Linked DNA regions of Mus musculus: region 1 is linked to region 2. The links are chromatin contacts, called in public promoter capture Hi-C maps. All regions are on one chromosome and are shown on one strand. The core of a region is the stretch at or near the end of the contact, and the rest is flanking DNA. Distances in the headings are between cores, read along the strand shown.

Region 1 (4,185 bases), core at 1,491-3,990, 160 kb after region 2:
AACAGTTTCACAAAGACATCTTTAAAATGGGTTACATTACAGCCCAAGTTCCTCGGGGTAGGGAGATACCAGTCTGGGAAGTGCGTGCAGAAACCCAAACAGAAAGGACTGCAGAGGAACAAGCTTAGGTGAAGCTGCGGGGTGTGTGGCAGGGGTGGAGAAGACCTGCAAGCAAAGGACTCCCAGCTCACCAAGGTGAAGAGTCACATGGGAACAGGGTGGCTGCAGCCAGGAGACCAGGGGGAAGGGCTAAGAGAGGCCTCTGCAAGCCCAAAACGTGGCTCTCTGCAAGGATCTGGGCTGCAAATCACAAACACAGCCCTGACAATAGCTGCAAGCTTTGAGCCTACCCCAGTCACCAGCCTAAACCTCACCAAGGAAGCCTGGTGCTTCTTTGCCCCCAGAGGGTTCTCACCGTCCTGAAAGGCTGAGAGCGTCACATTGTGGACTCATCGCTCTGACAGAAGCACCAGGAGACTATTGATAGTGTAATGTCAAAATCCACTCCCACTCAGGCCACGATACCCACAGCAGCCCCTTCCCTCTCACAGACCATCACGCGCCCTGCTGAGAACAGATTTCTCACCAGAAGTGAGTTTACATCAAAGGAGATACTGATGGACGCGCGCGCGCACACACACACACACACACACACACACACAGACGATCCTGCTGAGAAACTACACCTATCCGTCCTCAAACATCTGTAAAAGACCACAACTCCTGCTTCATAAGGCCTGATTCCACTCTTCAGATCTCCCTCAATGTTGTCTGTCTCTGGAGCCAAGGCTTGAACTCTCCTGAGTCCCTGCCATGCTGTTTGCTGTCTGTCTGTCTGTCTGTCTGTCTGTCCATGGCAAGCCACTAGTAACTAAACCAGTGACAATCTGATTCAGTGTCCCTGTACCACCCACCTTTCAGAGACTCCATCTGCAGTACCCTGGCTCCCGCATCTTCCTCTGCACTACTTATAAGTTGGCTCAGACATAAAAAGAAAGCAAAGCCTGCACCGTCACTTCTGCCAATCCTCAAAAGGATGCTGGGTCAGTCGTTAGGCCAGGATGTCCTAATTACTGATATCTGCCTTCAAGATAAACATTACAGTTTATCGAAATATTAAATAATCTTCCAAGGGCTGTATCTTCCCCTGCAGTCCAATCGCATCCCAACTTAAAGACTTCCAGGAAGTTCTGTGTGAATGTGCGTACAAACACACACGAACACCCACTAAAGCATATACATACAGCTAACAACGCTCCCAACCCCTTCATAAGTAACACACCCCCGGAGCATATAACATAACTGAAACGCCAGCAAAACTAAGCTTACCCAAAAAGACTGGCATCCAAGGCTTTAATGATTCCAGGCCTCTAAGGCCCCAGCTTAGCTTCCTACAACTCTGTCACACCATACTTGTCTTCTGTCATTTCCCAAATAAATATCTCCATCATTTTGACCATTCCGCTGTCTCAGAAGGCTTGAACGTGCAAGAAACAAAATGACTCCGCATACTTCTGAGCGCCCTGCAGAGGCTGCTCAACCCTCAATACACAGTATCCTTCCCATCTCCACAACCACCTCATGGAGTGCCTATCATTCTGCTTGATATATTCGATGGGTGGAGCACAGGGAACTTTGCGTCAGAACTGTCAGTCTCGTGTTGCCTACAGAATGCCTTGGAGTAGACACTGTGGTTCAGCCCTGTGATCCCAGCACTCTTAAATCTGGGGATCTTAACTTCCAGGGCAGCCTAGGTTATAACAGTGAGAGATAAACCCTGCAGGCATTTCGGGGTTCTCAACAAGCCTTGAAGCAAGCGTCATCTGACCTTCAATACACAGGAGAGCTTCTAAAAAGACAGCCATACTGACTTATTTTCCACTTCTTAACAGATTCCAGCATCCAATAAATGGATGTCAAAATGCATTCAGTGGTCCTCTCTTCCTTCTTGGGCAATACGTTCTTCCACCTTCTCAATCACTATAGTTAAGCCGACACTGCAACTAAAGGAAACTCAATATTCCTCTGCATCTTACCTTTTCATAGCTTTCCACCCTTTGCCATGCACTAATATATCTGTCTCCTCCCACTGTAATCAGCCCAAGGGCAAGATGAATAGCCTCATTATTTACCCCCCACGGAGCTCAGCAAGGCAAAAAATTTAAAAAGCGTTCAAAATTCTTTAAGTGAAGTGCAACAGCCCCCCAAAACTAACTCTCCGAGATAATATGTGCAAAAGAATGCTTCTAATTTAAGCTTCTCTCGAGTAATAAAAAGGCATCCCCGCTGCAGCTCCTACAACTCTCGCACTGACGCCTGGGGTAGCAGGGAGCTATTACACAGCAAGAAGCAACCCTGGCCCTGTACTACACGCTCCGCATTGACCTTGGCTGGAGAGACCCCAGGCGCGAGCATCATCACTGAGCAGGCTGAACCCGGAAGGCCACCGTACCCTCGGGGACGCAGTGACAGCCGGGGCAGACCTCCGCGGCCTCGCCCGCGCTTGCCTGCAGCTCACCTCGGTTCTCCTCCTCCAGGTGCCGCACGCGCAACTCATCCTCCGTCTTCACCTCCGAGCTGTAGCCCCTCCTCGGGGCGGTACCCCTAGCCCAGGCCGCGGGGCCGAGCCGCGCGCAGCACGCGGCCACCAGGCGGACGCCAACCGTTCTCAAGGCGCCCAGAGCGCCTGGAGCCGCCGCCGCCATGTTGTATGTTTACAGCGGGCGCCCGCGGCCAGGCTCCGCCCCCCGCTTGGAGCCGCGCACGCACACGACAGGCGTCGGTCGCTTTGGCCCCGCCCCTCGTTGTCTGGCCCCTCCCAGGCACTCTTTACCTCGGCCGCCCGGGTAGCATTAATGTTTTGCCAGCTCAGAGAAGGAGAGGCATCTTTAAAGTGTGGAAACGCTTAAATGAAGAGGACAAGAGGGTCTTGCCTCCATGCACTTGGTCCATAGTAGGCTTGTGACTGACCATCCCGGAAGGAAGGAAGATACTCGAAAGACAGACCCTTGTTCCCCTCCTCTGTGTATCATCAGATTGTTAAAATCCACAAGGTCTTTAACAGTGGGGACTCCCACCTGGCGGTGGTGGCACACACCTTTAGTCCCAGCACTTGGGAGGCAGAGGCCAGCCTGGTCTGACAGAGACAGAGAAACCCTGTCTCAAAAAGAAAAAAAAAAAAAAAAAAACAGTGGGGACTCCCTCCTCTCTTCCCTGAATCCCAGGTGAAGATGGGGAAGTTTAGGACCAGTCAGAGGAGGAACTTATCTTTAGACAGAAGCCTCACACAAGTTGAAGTAGAGAACCAAAATCATGCATAGCCAGGCCCAAGTTAATGTGTGGTCCCTTTCATCTTTGACCCAGCACTATCTGTGAGAAATTTAAGCTTTTCCTTCTCCACTGGGGGGGGGGGCGGGGGGGGGGTTGGGAGTGGAGGTTTTCCAGTTCCCTGAGGAGCGAGCCTTCCTAGTCTGAATCTAAAGGAAGAGATAGAATGTCTCCTTAGAGTATTCCCTGTCCTTCCAGACAAGCAAATTACACTCTGGCCATATAAATTCCGGTATAAGGACTAGAGAGATGGCTCAGTGGTAAAGAGCACTTGCTGCTCTTCCGGAGGACCCCCAAGTTCAATTCCCCACACCTGCATGGCAGCACAAAGTTGTCTGTAAATCAAGTTCCAGAGGATCTGGCACCCTCACGCAAACAAGCAGGCAGACCACTAAAGCCCAGAAAAAGAAATCACTATTTTAAAAAGAAAGAAAAAGAGATTCTGTATAATTACCTTCAACGTCCGAAGCACATGTCCCTTCGGTGTTCTGCCTGCTGGCTTTGGTCCAAACGGAAGAGAGCCAGTGGAATCCTGAGTGTCTGCTCGCTGGGGAGGTTGTTGCTCTTGAAAGTTACATTGTGTCTTTTTTTCTAATCGCAATGTTCCTTTCGCTAAGCGTTGAGATTGTTACTGTTACTGTTTCTCCAACTTAGTTTTGAAATTTCTAGGCAGAAAGGAGGTGTCGGGGTAAAAGGGAGGCCAACTAGTGGGAGAGATAGGGGTGGGGGGAGAAGGGAGGAGAAAGGAGCAAGAGGAAGAGGGAGTAGGGAGAGAGAGCACTTGATTAAGGATGAAAGCCAGCCAGCATGGTGGCTTCTAATTGGTGGGTTTAGAGCAAGCCCCTGGAGTCCGGCTAT
Region 2 (4,634 bases), core at 1,269-3,768:
GGCCCCACAAGGGAGCCTATAACGCCCTCAGGCCCTGAGCATTTCATGGGAGAGTTACGGGCAAATGGGAATGCGTTTCAAACTTTAGGAGGGTGGGCCTCATTTTCTCCTGAAGAGATGACAGCGACTCACGACAGCGGGACCAGGACATCTTAGCAGCATCATAAAACCTGTGTGTCTTTCCTTCCTGAGACGTGGCAAAGCTTTTAGTCCTGGCGCCATTGCCTTTAAAAGCTTTATGAGGCGCATGAAGGAAAAGCTGTGATTGCAAACCCTGCTCTGTGGGTCTTACAGGAGAATGTGAGGAAGCAGCCAACTTCCTTTCCCTGCCTTATCCCTGTGACCATGTTCTCAGTAATAAGAAAAAACAAAAGACTGCAGGTGACTCTGTGTCTCTGGGTTCAGCAAGTGAGGATTCAACCAACCCCAAGCTGAAGATATTCAGAGAAATATTTGCCACCAGATGGCCTTTCTAGAGACATTTTCCTCATCGCTACTTGAACGCTACCATGATAACGACACCACAGCTCGTGCACTGTCCATATATGGAGATCTACAGATGACTAAGGTGTGAAAGGCTACCCAGAGGTTATGTCCAAATACAACAGCCATTTTGACAGATTTTAAAATTAATTCAATGTGCAAACATATGGGGTGCCAGGCAGTAACTGGGTACCTGTGCGGTGTAGTAGGATCAGCATGGTGACCATTTGTATGTCTTTAAGCACTTTTTTTTTTTTTAATGAATGCTGACAGCTGTATATTCAGGGCTCGGGGTGAGAGCTAAATTGTTTATACCTTGCTCATACTCCCTGCTGGAGTCGCTTATGTCTCTGTCTCCTTACTGTCTTTACAGCTTCTGAGCTCTCTTCTCCGAGTCACACTGCGTGCCAGTCTTTTTATACAAGGCCTCTTGCAGCCATCCTCCCAGGGACCATCTATGCTGTGCTCTATAAGGCTCCTCCACACACGCTCATTTTTACCTGTGGCTCTGTTGCACAGCCCACCCCGTTTCCATTCTTCATTCCTTCCATTTGGTACGGCCTCCTCTTGGAGCTTGCTCTGCAGGACTCCTGTAGTGGCTTCGTGACAAGCCCTGAGGCCATTTGTGTTCTCTTCCACCTGAGAAGTCTCTTATCTCCATACCTTGCTTCTAGGGCCTTCCTTTGGGAGTTTCGTTTCCCCATCACCCACTCGGTTCCTGTCATCGATTCACAGAAACACGGGTTTGATTTTCTAGAGTCTCGTGCTCAACCTTGGGCGTGGTCTTGACCTGTATTTTACTGCTGGAAGTTTACTGTTCATTTATACTCTGTGTTTGAAGCATCACTTCCTGGTGAAAGAATTGCAGCTGAGGCACTTTGAGAGGAAGGGGCAAGCTAGGTGCACGTGGAAAGGGAAATCAGGACCTGTTTGTGCAACACTTCATTCTGGGGTCTGTCTCTGCTTGGAAGTTCTGCCGTCTTGAAGCCATAACATAGCCTGCTGGGCCAACAGTCCTTGATGAGACACCATCAGAACTTATGAGCACTGGTGATGCCTTCTCGTTCCTCCACTTCAGGTCACCTTACTTCCCCCAAGAGATGGCAGACAGTGTCCAAGCTTGGCTCCCATCTTTGGCACCTTGTTTGGTCTGGTCCTGCAGGGCTGTGCCTAGTTCCTGATGTAGCAAGAGGCTACTACCTACCACCATCCAAAGTCTGCCCTGAGTCTTTTGCCTTTGGAGGCTCCTCTCTGAACCGAACCCATGGGAGGTGGTTGCACCATCTCATCATGGAAGACTGGTCTTCACCACTGCATTACTGTTCTAGCTCTGTTTTGTGGTTGCCAATTAGCTGACACACCTGGATCCACCCCTCATTGTTTTTCAGGTCACCCAGCTTTCAGCGTGAAGTTATTTTTGCATGTGTTTAACTGAAATGCAGTATGATGTAAAAGTGCATGTGTCACACTGCACAGCCTGACAGATCTTGGCAAACAGTGTGTGTTCATGAAACCGGCATGTTGACGGAGACACAGAGCCCTGCCAGCAGCTCCGGGAGGCCCCTCAGTCTGTTCCATCAGAAGCCTTTTAGATGTAAGATGTTCCATAAATTCCTGCATGATAACACATGTACTTTCTGTCATAGACTGGAGATCTCCAGAGTAAACGAAAGCCAGTGCATCCGGGAGGCATGAGTGCACTTCACACCGCTGCAGCAAGCCCACGGTGCCTGATAGAAGCCGCTGAAGGCAGGGTGGACTAAGCAACAGCCCATCATGGAGTGAAGAACATGGAACTTGAGGAAGCTAGTCACACTGCTTCCACGGTGAGGACACCGAGCAATCAATGGAGATGACTTCCTCCTTGTAATACAGCCTGGGACTCCAACCCATCGGATGCATCAACCACGCTCAGAGACAGGTTTTGGGGTTAAACCTCTCCGGAAACTCCCTCAAACACAAGCCCAGAGCTGCATCTCCTAGGGAAGCCCAAATGCAGTCAGTGGTGATTAATCATTACACAGTTTAGGAGGCCTACAGAGAAGGCGTGGTGCCCAAACAAATGTGGGAATTCGCTTGCTCTGTCACCCAAAGCTTCCAATGCAGTGGGACAGATCACTAGCTATCAGCTTCCTAATAGAGTTCAGAACTCCCTATGTGCCATCTGTACTCTTACATTCAGAAGTCCTGGGCTTTTCCGCAAAAATGGGTTCAGATTTCATCCACCCAGCCCGTGAGCAGCGAGCCATACACAGACACACACTGTATTAGGTTTCATCAATGGTGTTAAAATGAAATGAAACCAAGGCTTCAGCCTGACAATGTTCTCCTTCAGGACCCCCACAGCCCCTGTGTGAATCTTGATGATCCCCCAAAGGTCATGGGAAGGCTTGGTTGCCAACCTACTGCAAGACTAGGAGCTGGTAGAACCTTTAATGGGTGAGCCCAGTGGAAGCAGGTTAGGTCACTGGGGGTATGTCCATGCTCAGGACAGGACCCTAGTCCTTTCCCCACCCTTTCACCCTGTGCTCCTTGACTGTTCTGACGTGTTTCCTCCACATCCCCAAAGCCACAGCACCACAACCCCACGAGCTGAAACTTCTGGGAACGTGAGCCAAGATAAACCTTCCCTCTTTATAAGTTGACTATCTCAATATGTTATAACAGCAACTAGAAGATAAGGAACGCATCTACTAACAACTATAAAACTCAACGAAATGCTTATGAGTCAGACTGTAAAAAGAAGTGGACCTTAGAGGCTGATGAGAGTGGTTCCCAGGGGCAGGGAAGGTGCTTGGGGTGTGGCGAGGGGGGAAGAAACAGTTAAGCCTGAGCACACTGCATCATCTTATAACCTCCTGGACACTTGCTGTCTGCCCACGCGTTGCTGTCTGTGGACAATTGAGATGTAAAGGGAGAAGTGTTTAGGGATAATGGATGGGTAGATGGTGGAGGGACAGGTGGACAAACGGCTGACTGGATGCATGGGTCTCTACCCGTCTATCCAAATGTTCACCTACCCATCCATCTGTCTACTGTAGGGTGTACACAGGTCTTAGTGCACATTTGCAACTCAGGCACCATGGTGGAGAGGACACCTGTTGCTGGCTGTTCAGTGTGGTTGAGGTTGTATAAGATCCAGTCAGCACTTCCATCTCCTGTAACATGACTCAGCACTAAGTGCTAGGAGCTTCCAAACTCTTCCAGTCCTTCTGAACGAACATGACTGTGTCCACATTCTCCTGATATGATACCAAGACCAGAACTAACATCTCCTCTCAGACTATATCTGGATGCCATAATCTAATTTCCTTACCCCCCGCCCACCACTGATGCTATGGAAGCAATGAGGGTCATTATGCTAAGAGAAATAAGTCAGACTCCTAAAGGACATGTAACAAGTCACCTCACTCATTTAAAAAATTCCAGTTCACACCTTCACTTTCCCATAGCAGCAGGGAACTTCAGGGGTTGCTCCATTCAGGGCTGCGGAAAAGGGGAGAAAGATCCCAGGAGACCCCAACTCGTCTCCATAGCTGAACATTAATGGGCCCAATCTCCTACATATAATCACAACTGCTTGGAATCCATGAGGTCAACACTCACTCTGCTGTCCTTGGCTGGCTAACCTTGGCCTTCCATCCTTTAGAACTGAGCCAATAAAGTCCTGTTTGTTATAAACGACCCAGTCTTAGGTACATACCAGACATAGCAGACTTTGTTCTCTGATCCACACACCATGTTGGTGGCCTGAGGCACCTGAATGTGACTTTGGCTCCCAATGGATAATAAGAATGCCACTGGGTCGGTTAATGGGAAGTCAGAACTTCAGCTTCCAGTGGCCTCTTTCTCCAAGTACCAAGATTCTGCACAGTTCTTGGATTAAAAAGAACATAGGGGTGACAAGCAATTGGGGGTGGGGGGTCTGAAGGTGGGAAAGAGGAGGGGAAATGACATTAACATTATAATCTCAACACAATAATACCTTAGTTACTTCTCTCTGGTGGAAACCACAAGAGGTGACTACTGGGGTCTGGGTCACCCCAAGTTAAGTCAACTCTGAGGCCTGGAGAGTCCTCATCAATAATGAACAAAGTATAAACAAAGAAACCAACATGTAAGACAGTATAGAATGGGGGATTCTGTTTCAT

What was found. Promoter capture Hi-C pulls out the DNA fragments that hold promoters and counts their contacts.
Region 1: a contact with region 2 is called in a promoter capture Hi-C map of liver, with 2.1 times the contacts expected there. The contact joins the promoter of Auh here to the enhancer-like site in region 2. A contact is called at or near these places in 5 of 39 promoter capture datasets (the 3T3-L1 cell line, erythroid cells, liver and 1 more), 2 of 484 Hi-C or Micro-C datasets (the 3T3-L1 cell line and myocytes), 1 of 115 datasets of contacts at active chromatin or transcription factors (cardiomyocytes) and 3 of 9 other capture datasets (adipose tissue, liver and macrophages).

What each region holds. Positions count from the first base shown.
Region 1 is chr13:52,926,937-52,931,121 of GRCm38.p6, forward strand. Auh (AU RNA binding protein/enoyl-coenzyme A hydratase) reads right to left here and starts at 2,741. Exons shown (of 10, transcript NM_016709.2): 1 at 2,519-2,741. The coding sequence starts at 2,705.
Region 2 is chr13:52,768,138-52,772,771 of GRCm38.p6, forward strand. No RefSeq gene overlaps it. Among named protein-coding and RNA genes, the nearest start is that of BB123696, 13 kb to the left of the region's middle. Within about 2 kb of position 2,519, at least 10 of the 459 cell types and tissues checked have an H3K27ac peak or open chromatin away from gene starts, as enhancers often do. A contact at or near this core is called in liver, where this site is marked.